2 separate regions of the Sus scrofa genome follow, and region 2 is linked to region 1. The links are chromatin contacts, called in public Hi-C maps. All regions are on one chromosome and are shown on one strand. Each heading gives the region's core, a stretch centred on a gene start, on an enhancer-like site or on the middle of the called end of the contact. The rest is flanking DNA. Distances are from core to core; before and after follow the strand shown.

Region 1 (6,323 bases), core at 1,928-4,427:
ACATGGATGCATCTCAATCACTATGCTAAGGAAAAGAATTTAGACAAATAGAATATGTTTTATATGTGACGCATTTTATATAAAATTGTAGTTAAGTGCCAACTAGGCAGTAGAGGCAGAAAGCATGTCAGTGGTTGCCTGGGCATGGGGAGAGGAAGAGCTGGGTTGGAAGGGTGGTTGTGGTGGATATACTTATTATCTCGTTGGAGGTGAGGTTTTGTTGAGTGTATGTCTGTATCATAACTCATCAAATTGTGTGTGTAAATATGTGCAGTCTCTATATCAGATATACCTGACTAATGTTACAGTTTTTAAGTGGTGGGTTTGTGCTCATAAAATAAAAGGTGATAGTTGTAAGGAGCGCGGGGGTATAAGACATGAAGAGCAGGTCCTGTCAAACTAAGTTCACTGCGGAGAGGAGGGAGGTCTGCTAGACTGGGAGCTAAACGGGCTGCCTTGAATATATTTTTATTTTTATTTTTTATTTATTTACGTATTTTTGTCTTTTTAGGGCTGCACCCACAACATATGGAGGTTCCCAGGCTAGGGGGCAAATCAGAGCTGTAGCCGCTGGCCTACACCACAGCCAACACCTGATCCAAGCCACTTCTGTGACCTACACCAGAGCTCACAGCAACGCTGGATCCTTAACCCATGGAGCAAGGCCAGGGATCAAACCTGTGTCCTCATGGATGCTTGTCAGATTCGTTTCTGCTAAGCCACGATGGGAACTTGTGTATTTTTATTTTTGTATGCACCATATTTAATGATCCTCTGTGATAAATATGAAATGAGTTAATTGGTTTTGGAAGTAGTTTAGCACCCCCACTTAATATTTATCACCATGGTGTATCTGGCCTGGTCATTTAGTATTCTGAGTATTATACTTTAAGAGGAATATTGACTAATAACTAAAGTACATTGTAAAAAGAATGCGCGAGAGGACACCTAAGACAATACAGAGAATCAGATTATTCAAAATTAGGCATATCAGAGATCTTTTGCAGTGTTAAGCTTTACTAGTAATTTCAAAGATACAGCATTCAAGCTTCCTAGATCCTGAGCACTGCTCCTCAAGGCCTTCTGTTCCACAATTGATGTGCCTTTTGGTCCAGGGTATTGGAGGAGGTCTCCGAAGTGAGATGTGCAGGTTATACATAGCAGGGACAATTTAGGTCATGAAATGTCTCCCTTTTATACCCAGGTGGTTCTGTGGCTTACCTCACAGTTTCCAGGGAGCCACGGTCCGTAAGTTCATAGATCCCATCTAGGTTTATTGACCTTGCATATCCTGCTCACAACAACATTCCGTAGGTAAGAACACTTCCCTGTAGCAGAAATAGATCTCTTTCTCTTTGCCAGCATTACAGCTGTCTTCAGAAATATGCAGGTCTGTTCATTGGGAAGGTGAGCTAGACTTGTTCTATATGGTTTAGGAGGGCAGAACTGGTTCCAGAGGGTAGACGTGATAAGGCTGCAGATTACAGCTTGCTGTATAAAACCCTTTCTGACAACAGCCGCATGTATGTGCTGTGTCTGCACAAAGGACAACGATCCCCTGTTGCTTAGATGTGTACTTCTCATCAGGGTGCAGGAAGGAGGAGCATCTGCTGTTCGTGGAGGTTGCATTTGGTGGCTTTCCGCTTCCCAGCCATCCCTCATGGTTTGTCTCTAGCAGAGTAGCACCGTTGTCCATTTATGGTCTTCAGTGCTACGATCTTTACTGACTCACTAGGAAAGGAAAGATTGTTATTTTTCAGAACTCTTTAATTCTGCATACTGATTTATTTGAAATCTTTTTTTTCTCTTGATTTTCTCAAGCCATTTGTGATTTCTTTATTTTTTTCTCAGTTTAAAATCCTTAATGTACCCATGTCTTCCCAACTTGCTGCAAATCATTGGAACCAACAACAGGCAGAACAAGAAGAGAGGATGAGAATGAAAAAACTCACACTAGATATCAATGAACGGCAAGAACAAGAAGATTATCAAGGTATCAAATCGTTTCCAGGACAGAAGTGGAAAATTGTGATGCTGTTTGGTTTTTGTTATTCTCTGCCTTTTCATGTCATGTTTGTGTATATTTAGCTTGAGAAATTGTGTTTTTTTGTTGTTTTTTTTTTTTTTTTTTTGTCTTTTTGTTTTGTCTTTTTGTTGTTGTTGTTGTTGCTATTTCTTGGGCCACTCCCGCGGCATATGGAGGTTCCCAGGCTAGGGGTTGAATCGGAGCTGCAGCCACCGGCCTACACCAGAGGCACAGCAACGCAGGATCCAAGCCGCGTCTGCAACCTACACCACAGCTCACGGCAACACCGGATCGTTAACCCACTGAGCAAGGGGGGGGACCGAACCCGCAACCTCATGGTTCCTAGTCGGATTCGTTAACCACTGCACCACGACGGGAACTCCGAGAAATTGTTTTTTATATTCCATTCTGTCTTCATTTTTCTCTCACTTATTTGTAAAATAACACTAATTAATTTTTGTTGTATTTTATTTCCTCCATGGTTCCATTAGATTCTATACTGTTAGAGCTATGTTTGCAGGTGAGGTAGTATCGAGTTTTAATTGCCTCATGTTGCCAGTCAATTGTGAGCAAATTGTTATTCAACAAGAATCATCTCATTTTGTGTGCTTGAGAATCCTGATGGCATAGACCCCATGTTGCTTCAGTTTTGAGGGCATCAAGTTAAGATTCCAGTTTTATGTAGACATACCCAGCCCACTTGGATTAACCGGAACTTGGACTGTAGAGTCCCTGGACACCTTTTAAGCCAGCCTTTTGTTATTCCTCCGGAATCCAGATTTTAGAGCCGTAGTGTGATTATTTCTACAGTGCTGTATAGTCAGACTACTGTTTGTGCAAGAGCTTGTTGTGTAAATAAATATTTGTTTTTTTAATCTTTAAATCCCACTTCTGGAATCTTCCCTTCCAGTTGATAAACCACTGTTCTTAATAATAAATAACAGTAGCTGCTTCTCACTGTAAGTGCTTACTATAGCTGGATGTTTCTGTACTTAGTCACAGCATCTAATCCTCAACAGTTCCATGAGATAAGTGCTTATTATTACTCCCGTTTTGCATTTGGGGAAACTGAACCGAACCTCCCCTAGCTAATCAGTGGCAGAGCTGGGATTTGAGCCAACATTGTCTTACTCCAAATAGCATGCTCATAGCTGTTGTGCTGGACTGCTTCTTACACTGCTTCACTGCCTCACTCGATGGACTCTTAGGTAGTGGCCACGGTAACTGGAAGGGCAACATTGGACATTAAATGACATTCAAGAGCATATCTTACTCTTCGGGTACTTCTTAAGCATTTTAGTCTGTGTAATACTTACTTTTCTTCGGTCACCTACTAGACAGAACTACTAAACCTCATCTCCCTAGGGTTTTGTGTGCTTCTTGTCGGGGGTGGGAGTATGTACCAACACTAAACGCCTTTTCTGTTTTGCTCCTGATCCAGAGATGCTGCAGTCTCTTGCACAGCGCCCGGCTCCAGCAAACACCAATCGGGAGCGGCGGCCTCGTTACCAACATCCAAAGGGAGCGCCTAACGCGGATCTAATCTTTAAGACTGGTGGGAGGTAGGATGGTCTCTCTTATCTCTGCCTCAGCTCTTCGTTTTTCATGGTGTCCACGTGAACAAGTTAGATAGTTCGGATTATTTTAAGGATAAAGGCCTAATTATTAGCAGAAGAGAAAAATCTTTGAGTTGTAGATATTTGAGGAAAGAAAGCCTATTTATAGAATTGTTAAAGTTTTGTGGAGTTTTGGGGGGTTTTTTTGGTTTTTAAATCTTGATTTCAGCCACACCACTCTCAGCTTTTGCTTTCTCCGATTGGACTACTACAGCTTTAAAATTTTCTCTTTTGCATTTATAGAGAAGACTAGTCATAGATTAGTGTGAGAGAAGTCATAGACTTTTCATTAGAATCTCTCAAGCCACTGTTAAATAAGCCTGATGTTTACGAAAACTCAAAACCTGTTTGCTAGACTTTGAAGCCTACAGGTTGAGTTTGTTTTGTTTGCTTTGAAATTATAAAATGTTTGCTGGGATCCATGGCTATTCTTCTTAAACCTGAGTTGCTTAATGTGAGATAATTAAAAATGTAAGGAATTTCATATAGAAGGTATCCTCTAATAAGACCTCACTCATCTTTTTTTAAGGAATAAAATTGTTCAAAGTTTTCCTGGGATCTGGTCTAAAGACTCGTACCCATCAACTCTGTTTTCTGTCTCGTGTTTGGGTTATTATCAAAAGTGACATGGGCTTTGCTGCTCTTATGGGCCTCCCTGGGGGCATTAGTGTTGAGACTGAAGCTGCTCACCGCCTCAGATGTCCTCTTGTTGTTGGAGACAGGCAAGCAGGTGTAGAAGACAGGTGCCAGGGCAGCAGAAGTGGTCCCTGTTGAGAGTAGTAGCTTTGGGGGAAATGCAGAGGGTAGAGCCTTTGTGTCTCTCACTCAGTAAATATGTTTGTGTGCTTCCCGATAAGGTTTTTTTTTTTTTTAACTATGTGCTAAAACAGCTCTAATCAGATTGCAGTTTAGGAAATTGATTTGCCACTGACAGTTTAGGGATCTGTTTTTTAATGTCTCTTTTGAGTGTGATTTTTTTAGAAATCTAAGAAATGATGTACAAACCTTTTTATTTAGACATAAGATATTAGGTTATTTTAAATTACTCTACCTTCATTAAAGTCCATTAACAATATCTTTTATTTGCAGTTAAGATGTAGAAGCCAGCCAGGTTAAGAAAGAGGCCTTTTTGGAAATTTTAGTTTCCTCCTTTTACCTTTTCTTAGAGTGGCTTTAAATTTGTACCGTTGTGCTGTTGGTAATGTCTGTTCTCTCTTCTTGTCTCATGATTGGAATATTTTTATCCTGACGTTTTCCATCAGCTTCACCTGCCGTATTGCAGTCTAACCCTCTCTGGACAGCACTGTGTCCATTCGTCCCCAGTCCCTTCTCTGTTCAGATATTGCAACTATATAGCATCTTTTCCTGATTTTTTTAATGCTTGGGTGACTTTACAGAATCCGTAAATATGACATTTGATTCTTAATTACTTTTTGCACAAAGCAGGCTTTGCTCCCCTCAGCTTACATTGTCTAGCACCTTCCATGGGTTCAGTCCTGTACCATGGAAAAATTCAGACGTAGAGGACAGAGTCTTTACTGTCAAGCTTATGGTCCAGCGGGGAAACCTGTCTAGGTACTTGAAAGAGCTGATTCTGCCCTAGTCATGCATTTGTTTAAAAAATTGTTGATTGAGAGTCTGAGTACCAAGCCTTCCTTAGACCATAGGGAGTAAAAACAGGGAAACAGATGTGTCCGCTGACATGCACACGGCTGCAGTTGTGTGTATGAACTTTTCTTAGCTTGCTACCAGTTACTCCACCACTTTTCAAAGCTCTGTTACCTCTCTGTTTTCCTTCTCTCCCTCCAGTGGGAATGGGCCACGTTTGCCCTCTGCCGCCTCGTGCCGCGTCTGCCTCCCCCCGGCACTGCTGCTTCGTGTCGCCCTCAGTGGTCCCGGAGCACCTTGCACGAGGACCCTCCTTTCTTCTGGGCCAGTCTCTTCCCTTCACCTTTGTGGCTCTGCCGTCTCTTCTGGTCCTTTTCTTGCCTCTGCCTGGAGACGTTCGTGTCCCTCAGGCTGGTCCTGGGTCCTCCCTGACCCACGTGCTCTCCGCAGAGGTGCCCCTCCCCCCCGCATGGTCCACGGACAGTCATCGTCCGTGTCTCCAGCCCAAGCCTCCATTTTCCTTTGTGAGTGTGCCCCTAGCTTTCCCCTGCACACCCGCCTCGGCAGCTCAGGGGAACACCAGCCTCTCTGCTCCTCTGCTCTGCGGCTCAGAGAATGGAAACTGCCCACCCAGTGTCCACACTAGAAAAGGAGGCTGCGGGTTGACTCTTCCCTCTCCCTCCGTCAGCAAATGCCCTGATGCTGCCAGAAAGCGGCTCTCTCGCACTTGCCCTGTTCGCTCCACCTCCCCCGCCGAGGTCCTGGATCGGGCGCCCATCCCTCTCGTCTGTGTTACTGCCCGCCCCATCCGAGCGGCTTCTTGGTCTCTCAGTTCAGCCCCTCCAGTTCATCCTCTCTGCTCTACCAGTGTTTTCTGAATGCAGGTCCACTGTTGGACTGGGAGTGAGCTTTCTGCTTAAACCCCGTGGCGGCTCCTCATGGCGTGTGGGATCGAGTCCCAGCTCCTCAGCTTGGTTCATGTGCCCTGCGTGGTGGGAGCGCACTCCCCTCATGGCTGGATCTCTTGCTCTTCTTTCCCCTACTCGTGACCCAGCTGGCCTTTTGGTTCTTCT
Region 2 (6,323 bases), core at 1,023-3,522, 66 kb after region 1:
GGCACTCCGAGAGGAACACGCTCCTGTGCTGGAGGACAAACTTTTTTTTGGGGGGGGTGTCTTTTTTGCATTTTCTAGGGCCACACCCGCAGCATATGGAGGTTCCCAGGCTAGGAGTCTAATCAGAGCTGTAGCCACCAAGCCTATACCACAGCCACAGGCACAGCAACACCAGATCTGAGCCGCATCTGCAACCTACACTACAGCTCATGGCAACATCAGATCCTGAACCCACTGAATGAGGCCAGGGATTGAACCCGCAACCTCACAGTTCCTAGTCAGGTTCGTTAACCACTGAGCCACGACGGGAACTCCAAGATTTCATTACTTTAAAACCCCAGTTGAGGAGTTCCCGCTGTGGTTAAGAACCTGAGGGTGCGTGTTCAATCCCTGGCCTCACTCAGGAGGTTAAGGATCTGGTGTTGCTACAAGCTGCAGAGTAGATCAAAGATGCATCTCAGATCTGGAGTGGCTGTGGCTGTGGCTGTGGTGTAGGTGGCAGCTGCAGTTCCGATTCCACCCCTAGCCTGGGAACTTCCATATGCCACAGGGAGGCCAAACTAACCAACCAACCAACCAAGTTGATGAGAGACCCCTCCCCCTCCCCCGAGTTGAAACACAACGCAGCAGTAAGAAGAAAACAGGGCTGGCTGCTCCTGCACTTCCCACCTGGCTCTGAACACCACTGAATGCCACGCTTCCTTTGGCGACCCCGGACGAGGGACCATAAGTGCCAGTGGGGTTTCCCACGGTTTTGGAGTAAGGGTTTAATTATGGTCATTTCTAACTAGTCCCTGTTGTAATTTTCCACTGTGGTTTACTTAAACCCGTACTTCTGGCCGGAAGGAGACACAAGGAAGCCAGTGCAGAATGAGGTAGGCAGAGTTTTGATTACAGATGGAGAGACTCAGGGCTTTCAAGGGTTATGCCTGGGCTCCCTAGCGGCCCTCAGCTTCTCAGAACTGGCCCTTCGATAAAGCGATTCCCACTGGGGTGGAAATGCCTTAAGTACGTGGCATCATGTGTGAGACCCCTCCTAAACTGGGGTCCCCCCAGTCTGGGGCTCCACGTGGCTGTCATGTCCCTGGGCTGTGAGGCCCCGAAAAGATTTACACGGCTTTTTATTCCGTCGTTGCTGCGATTGTGTGTGTAGCGGGCATTTACTGAACTGAACTTTCACCAAGGCTATTCGGCTTTGCCTTAAAAGAGCTGCTCTGACCGGGAAGTCCTGGGGTCCATCTGGGGAAGGAGCCAGAGCTGAAAGGACGATGGGGTTTCTACTGATGGCTCAGCTTCTCCTTTCCACGCCTCTGCCTTGCAGCCTTTCCTTGAAACCTTCAGATTCACACTGTACCACTTAGAGGTCGCGCTGCGCCCGCCACATGGATGGCTTCGCACCCCCACCCCACCCCACCCCTGCGCTTTACCCTCCTATGATCTTCCTCTTCCACGACCGACGGGGCGGGGGCAAACGACCGCAGAAGGAAGCGAGATCGGGCGCCGCTCTCCGGTCATAGGCTCACTCACCGCATGGCTTTGGGGCCGCAACACTGTCCGCGGAGGGAGACGGGAGGGTTTCAAGACGGCTCACTGAAGAGCAAACCTCCAAAAACTCATCAGTGGATCTGGATCACTGTTTTTGCCTGAGTTAGAAGTCAGAGGGACTAGGAAGCAGGCCTGGGGACTGGAGATGTTTCCAGAATGCCCTTAAAAAAGTGTATGCAATCATGACATTCCATAGGACTTGGCAGCGGGAAGATCCAGGGTGCCCGCGGGCAGAGCAGATGCAAGACCACATTCGGAATAAAAACCTAGAATCCTGGCACGAGGCAGCCCTGGCGCCGGCGGTGTGCCCCTTAATAATATCGATACTATTAAGGGGTTAAGAATACGTCACCCTAGGCCCAAAGCTTCCTTTGTCGCCATGAAGAGGTATCATTTATGACTGTCTCTGAATCCTTCCTGAACCATGGATTTTGAATCCCCACCACCTCTCGAGAGTTCTAGAACTGCACTGCCAACTTTGTACTGCACGGAAGCTGTCCTTACATTTCAAATTTTGTATACTTAGTCAAGTATACAAGGATTTGGCCAGTTTGTTTTATCCTAGCTATCACTTTCGCTAGAAAATGTTCAGAGGAGGAATTCCTTGCAAGATAGATGATGTACATACACAAACCGAGGCAGCCTCCTGAGTGATAAGGAGCTCACACACCCCTCCCGCCCTCTGCAAGAGCCGGGGCATGAAGGCGGCCACATGGATAGCCACAGCAATCCTACTTCATCAGCTATTTTAATTTTTAACTTGTACTGGCTCAGAAGTTCGTAAAGAGCAAAGATCTGTTATCCCAGGCAGCACTTCAACTGGTGTTTAGAAACTTTACAATTCTCTCTTTTAACATCAGGCATTAATGTTTTATCTTCTTTCAAAAATAGCCTTTACTTAAAAGAAATACACAGTGCACTATCTTTTATTTAGAGAGCCCCCCAAGGGGTGCATTTAACCCCATACAATCTGGGGACCTAAAAACACTGTTACTGACAAATTGTTTATGAGGTCAGGGACTGAAAAACAGGGAGTGGAGAAATTACTTTGGTTGATTCTGATTCTAAAGAGGCAAGTCATAAAAAGACTGAGGGGTTAGGCGTTCCCTTCGTGGTTCCCTCAGTGGTTAACAAACCTGACTAGGAACCATGAGGATGCGGGTTGGATCCCTGACCTCGCTCAGTGGGTTAAGGATCCAGCGTTGCCATGAGCTGTGGTGTAGGTCGCAGATGTGGCTCGGATCCCACGTTGCTGTGGCTGTGGTGTAGGCTGGTGGCTGTGGCTCCGACTGGACCCCTAGCCTGGGGACTTCCATATGCTGCGAGTGCGGCCCTAAAAAGCAAAAAAACAAAAAACAGAACGAAAACAAACAAACAAAAAAACACTGAGGGTTTAGAATAAAAACCTATATAGACACTCTTCAAGTTGAGACTTCCAGAAAGGAGAGTCTGAGGGCATCGGACTTGTAAAAAGTTTACAGATTCTGTAATGGTGTATAGACAGGTCACTCACTCAAAGGGCCCAGCTGTTAACACGATGTTTTGTAACAGTCAAGTGAGGAGTTCCCACCGTGGCGCAGTGAGTTAAAAATCCAACTGCAGGGAGTTCCCGTCGTGGCGCAGTGGTTAACGAATCCGACTAGGAACCATGAGGTTGCGGGTTCGGTCCCTGCCCTTGCTCAGTGGGTTAACGATCCGGCGTTGCCGTGAGCTGTGGTGTAGGTCGCAGACGCGGCTTGGATCCCGCGTTGCTGTGGCTCTGGCGTAGGCCGGTGGCTACAGCTCCGATTCAACCCCTAGCCTGGGAACTTCCATATGCCGCGGGAGCGGCCCAAGAAATAGCAACAACAGCAACAACAACAACAACAGACAAAAAGACAAAAGACAAAAGACAAAAAAAAAAAAAAAAAAAAAAAAAATCCAACTGCAGCGGCTTGGGTCACTGTGGAGATGTGGGTGTGATCCCCAGCCCAGTGCAGTGGCTTAAAGGATCTGGTGTTGCCACAGCTGCAGTGTAGGTTGCAAGTGCAGCTTAGATTCAGCCTCTGGCCTGGGGAATTTTCAAATGCCCTGGGTGCAGCCATAACAAAGAAAACAAAACAACAACAACAAACAGAAGAAAGAAAAAAAAAAAAAAGGTCAAGTATCTTGCAGTTGTTTAGAAAACGTTAGTTGCCATTTAAAACCAAATGCCAAGTTTTCCATGTGTCAGGTCTAAGCACGGTACACGACTGTGAAACGAAAACAGACGACAACTAAAGTTGGCTCAATGATTTTTCCATAAAGGAGAACACTTGAAAAGAGTCCACAGGTCCAGGTAGAAGGTACTGGAACAGGACTAGGACACGTCCTCCATCAGACGTGCGAGATGGACAAGTGAGTGGGACGACCCAACCCCCTCACAGGAGTACAGCTGAATGATACACTTCGTGAACGTAGAATTTCTAATGCCCTTTGCGTGACTATGCTGTATTACAGACAGCCATGAAAATACAGATGAAATCGAATCCATCATAGTGCTACCGTAAGATTTTTACTGGATAGGAAAGAACTAGAGAGGGCAGAGAGTCTTTCATTTAAATTCAAAGTGATGCCCCACAGTAAGATGGGCAGAACACTGCGGGGAGGAAGAGGTACCTTCTTCTCATCTTTACTGGTCAAAGAAAGCAATTCAGAAGGCTGCTGCTAAGAGCTGAATCTAAACGGCATGGACCTGGAGTTCCCGCCGTAGCTCAGCGGTTCACAAACCCGACTAGCATCCATGAAGACTTGGGTTCGATCCTTGGCCTTGCTCAGTGGGTTAAGGATCCAGCGTTGCCGTGAGCTGTGGTGAAGGTTGCAGCTGTGGCCTCCATCCCGCGTTGCTGTGGCTGTGGTGTAGGCTGGCAGCTACAGCTCCGATTAGACCCCTAGCCTGGGAACCTCCATATGCTGCAGGCGCAGCCCTAAAAAGACAAAAAGGCAAAATAAGTAAATAAAAGGCCTGGACCTAAATGAGAGGATGGAGGCAGGATGAAGTGGCATTATGCTCAGCCTGAGGCCAACGGGGCACTGAAAAAGGGAAGCTGGTGCCAGCAATGAGTAAGCGCTGATTAGATGCTGGGCGTTCCTCTTTACAGTAACCCTTGAGGGAGAACCATCATCCCACTCACCCCCCTTGTATAACTAAGGAAGACGGCGATTAAGTAACTTTTCCCAGGTCACTGAGGGAGGTGCATTTGAATTTGAACCCAGACATGTCTCTCATATCCTTGTATTTATTACTATTCTGAGCTAATTTTCAGGATACTGATTGGTTGGCAAAGGAGAAAGCAACTTCAAAGATTGGTGAGGACTTAAAAGAAATTATACGTATCTTGGGGGATGTCCTTCTAATCCTTACTCACCTCCCCTGGAGACCCTTCCTGGCCCAACACCATCCGGGCAGCTCAGAGGCATGAGGCTGTTCTCACCTGGCCCACCTTGATCTCCTCCCATTTACAAATGTGAGATGTAGTCTTTCCTGTCTTTGAGCCTAATGACACTTCTGATATCTTACCAAAAACTATGTCCAGACTATGTGAGTCTGGAGCTGAAACTTAATAGACCTCTTTCGAAGAAGAGCTTTGGTCTCTGGAGATGCCCCTCTGGGAATGACCTTCTGACCGTCAGCGTGACGCATATTCTTCAAATGTGCCGCATGATGGAATGACTAGCCCACCTGCTTAGACAGACCCTCTGTGAAGAGCTGTATTTATAGGGCATCTCTTGTCAACTTCCCGAATCCATTTCACAACCTTGCTTCTTCCAGTTCAGACGTCTTGCAGCTGCTCTGGTAGCTTTGGTCCCATGGCGAGGCTTCTGTTCCTTTTCTCCCACCCACACCTTCCTGCCCTCTAGATCACCCTGGGGATGAAGGACCTGTCGTGTCAAGGTCGTGCCTCCCTGTAGGGGTGTCCTGCATCCATGGGCTGATGGCTGGATGGGTATCTAGGCTCCACCCTTGGTGCCCGAGGAACCGCTAAGGCCTCTGTTAGGTGTGCATCACAGCCCGGCTTCTCTCTCTGCCCAGATCCTGCTGCTTCTTCCTTCCAAACGTTGGGCCCAGGAACACCCTTCATGAGCCTCTGGCACTGTAACCTCCGTCTCAGGATCTGCTGCCCCCGAAAGCAAATCCACAACCTATTCTGTTGTGGTGGCAGCTAAGCGCCACCTCCGGGTCCTCACTCTGAGAACAACGTGTCAGCATTTGAGAAGACAGATAAATCACAGACACAGAAGAGACGGAAGGCAGCACGGAAGAGCCGTTAATGCCAGCCCGCCAAGGACAAGTCTGTAGAGATGGGTCAAGTCCTATCTGCCCTGGAAGACATGGCTTTGAGCCGCCACAGAGGGTGAGAGCAGAGGAGGCATCCGCGGGTTAATATGAAGAATGGACCCTAAATGACTGCAATGCAGACAGAAAAGTAGCAACTTGCCTGAGGAACACACAATTTTGGGGGCATTAGCAATTAAGCTTTTCTTTTCTACTTCACCCTCCCCCCCAAAAAAACAAAAGAGAAAAGAAAAGTAGCAACTTTCCTGCCCCAGATTCAAAGCACTTGACATATCTGGGATTCTGGTCTCCCCCAGGAGGAGACAGAGAGCAGGTGCTATTTCAACTTTCTATCAAAAGAGGCCATGTACAAAGGATGTTCAGAGCTTTGCCTCAAGTTCAACAAGAAAATGAATGTGAAAGGCAAGGAAAGAATTCAAACACTGACTCACAACGCTCCACACCCCTTTCCTCCAAGCTCAAG

The links. A called contact is a pair of places that touch in the nucleus more often than the background predicts.
Region 2: a Hi-C map of liver shows a contact between it and region 1, with 3 times the contacts expected there. The contact joins two enhancer-like sites. A contact is called at or near these places in 3 of 47 Hi-C or Micro-C datasets (embryonic fibroblasts, epiblast stem cells and liver).

The regions. Positions count from the first base shown.
Region 1 is chr10:59,983,379-59,989,701 of Sscrofa11.1, forward strand. It overlaps UPF2 (regulator of nonsense transcripts 2), which reads left to right. Exons shown (of 24, transcript XM_021064994.1): 22 at 1,852-1,993; 23 at 3,468-3,588. Among named protein-coding and RNA genes, the nearest start is that of PROSER2, 91 kb to the right of the region's middle. Within about 2 kb of position 3,178, at least 12 of the 83 cell types and tissues checked have an H3K27ac peak or open chromatin away from gene starts, as enhancers often do. A contact at or near this core is called in liver, where this site is marked.
Region 2 is chr10:60,050,544-60,056,866 of Sscrofa11.1, forward strand. All of the region lies in intron 2 of PROSER2 (proline and serine-rich protein 2), which reads right to left. Among named protein-coding and RNA genes, the nearest start is that of PROSER2, 24 kb to the right of the region's middle. Within about 2 kb of position 2,273, at least 5 of the 83 cell types and tissues checked have an H3K27ac peak or open chromatin away from gene starts, as enhancers often do. A contact at or near this core is called in liver, where this site is marked.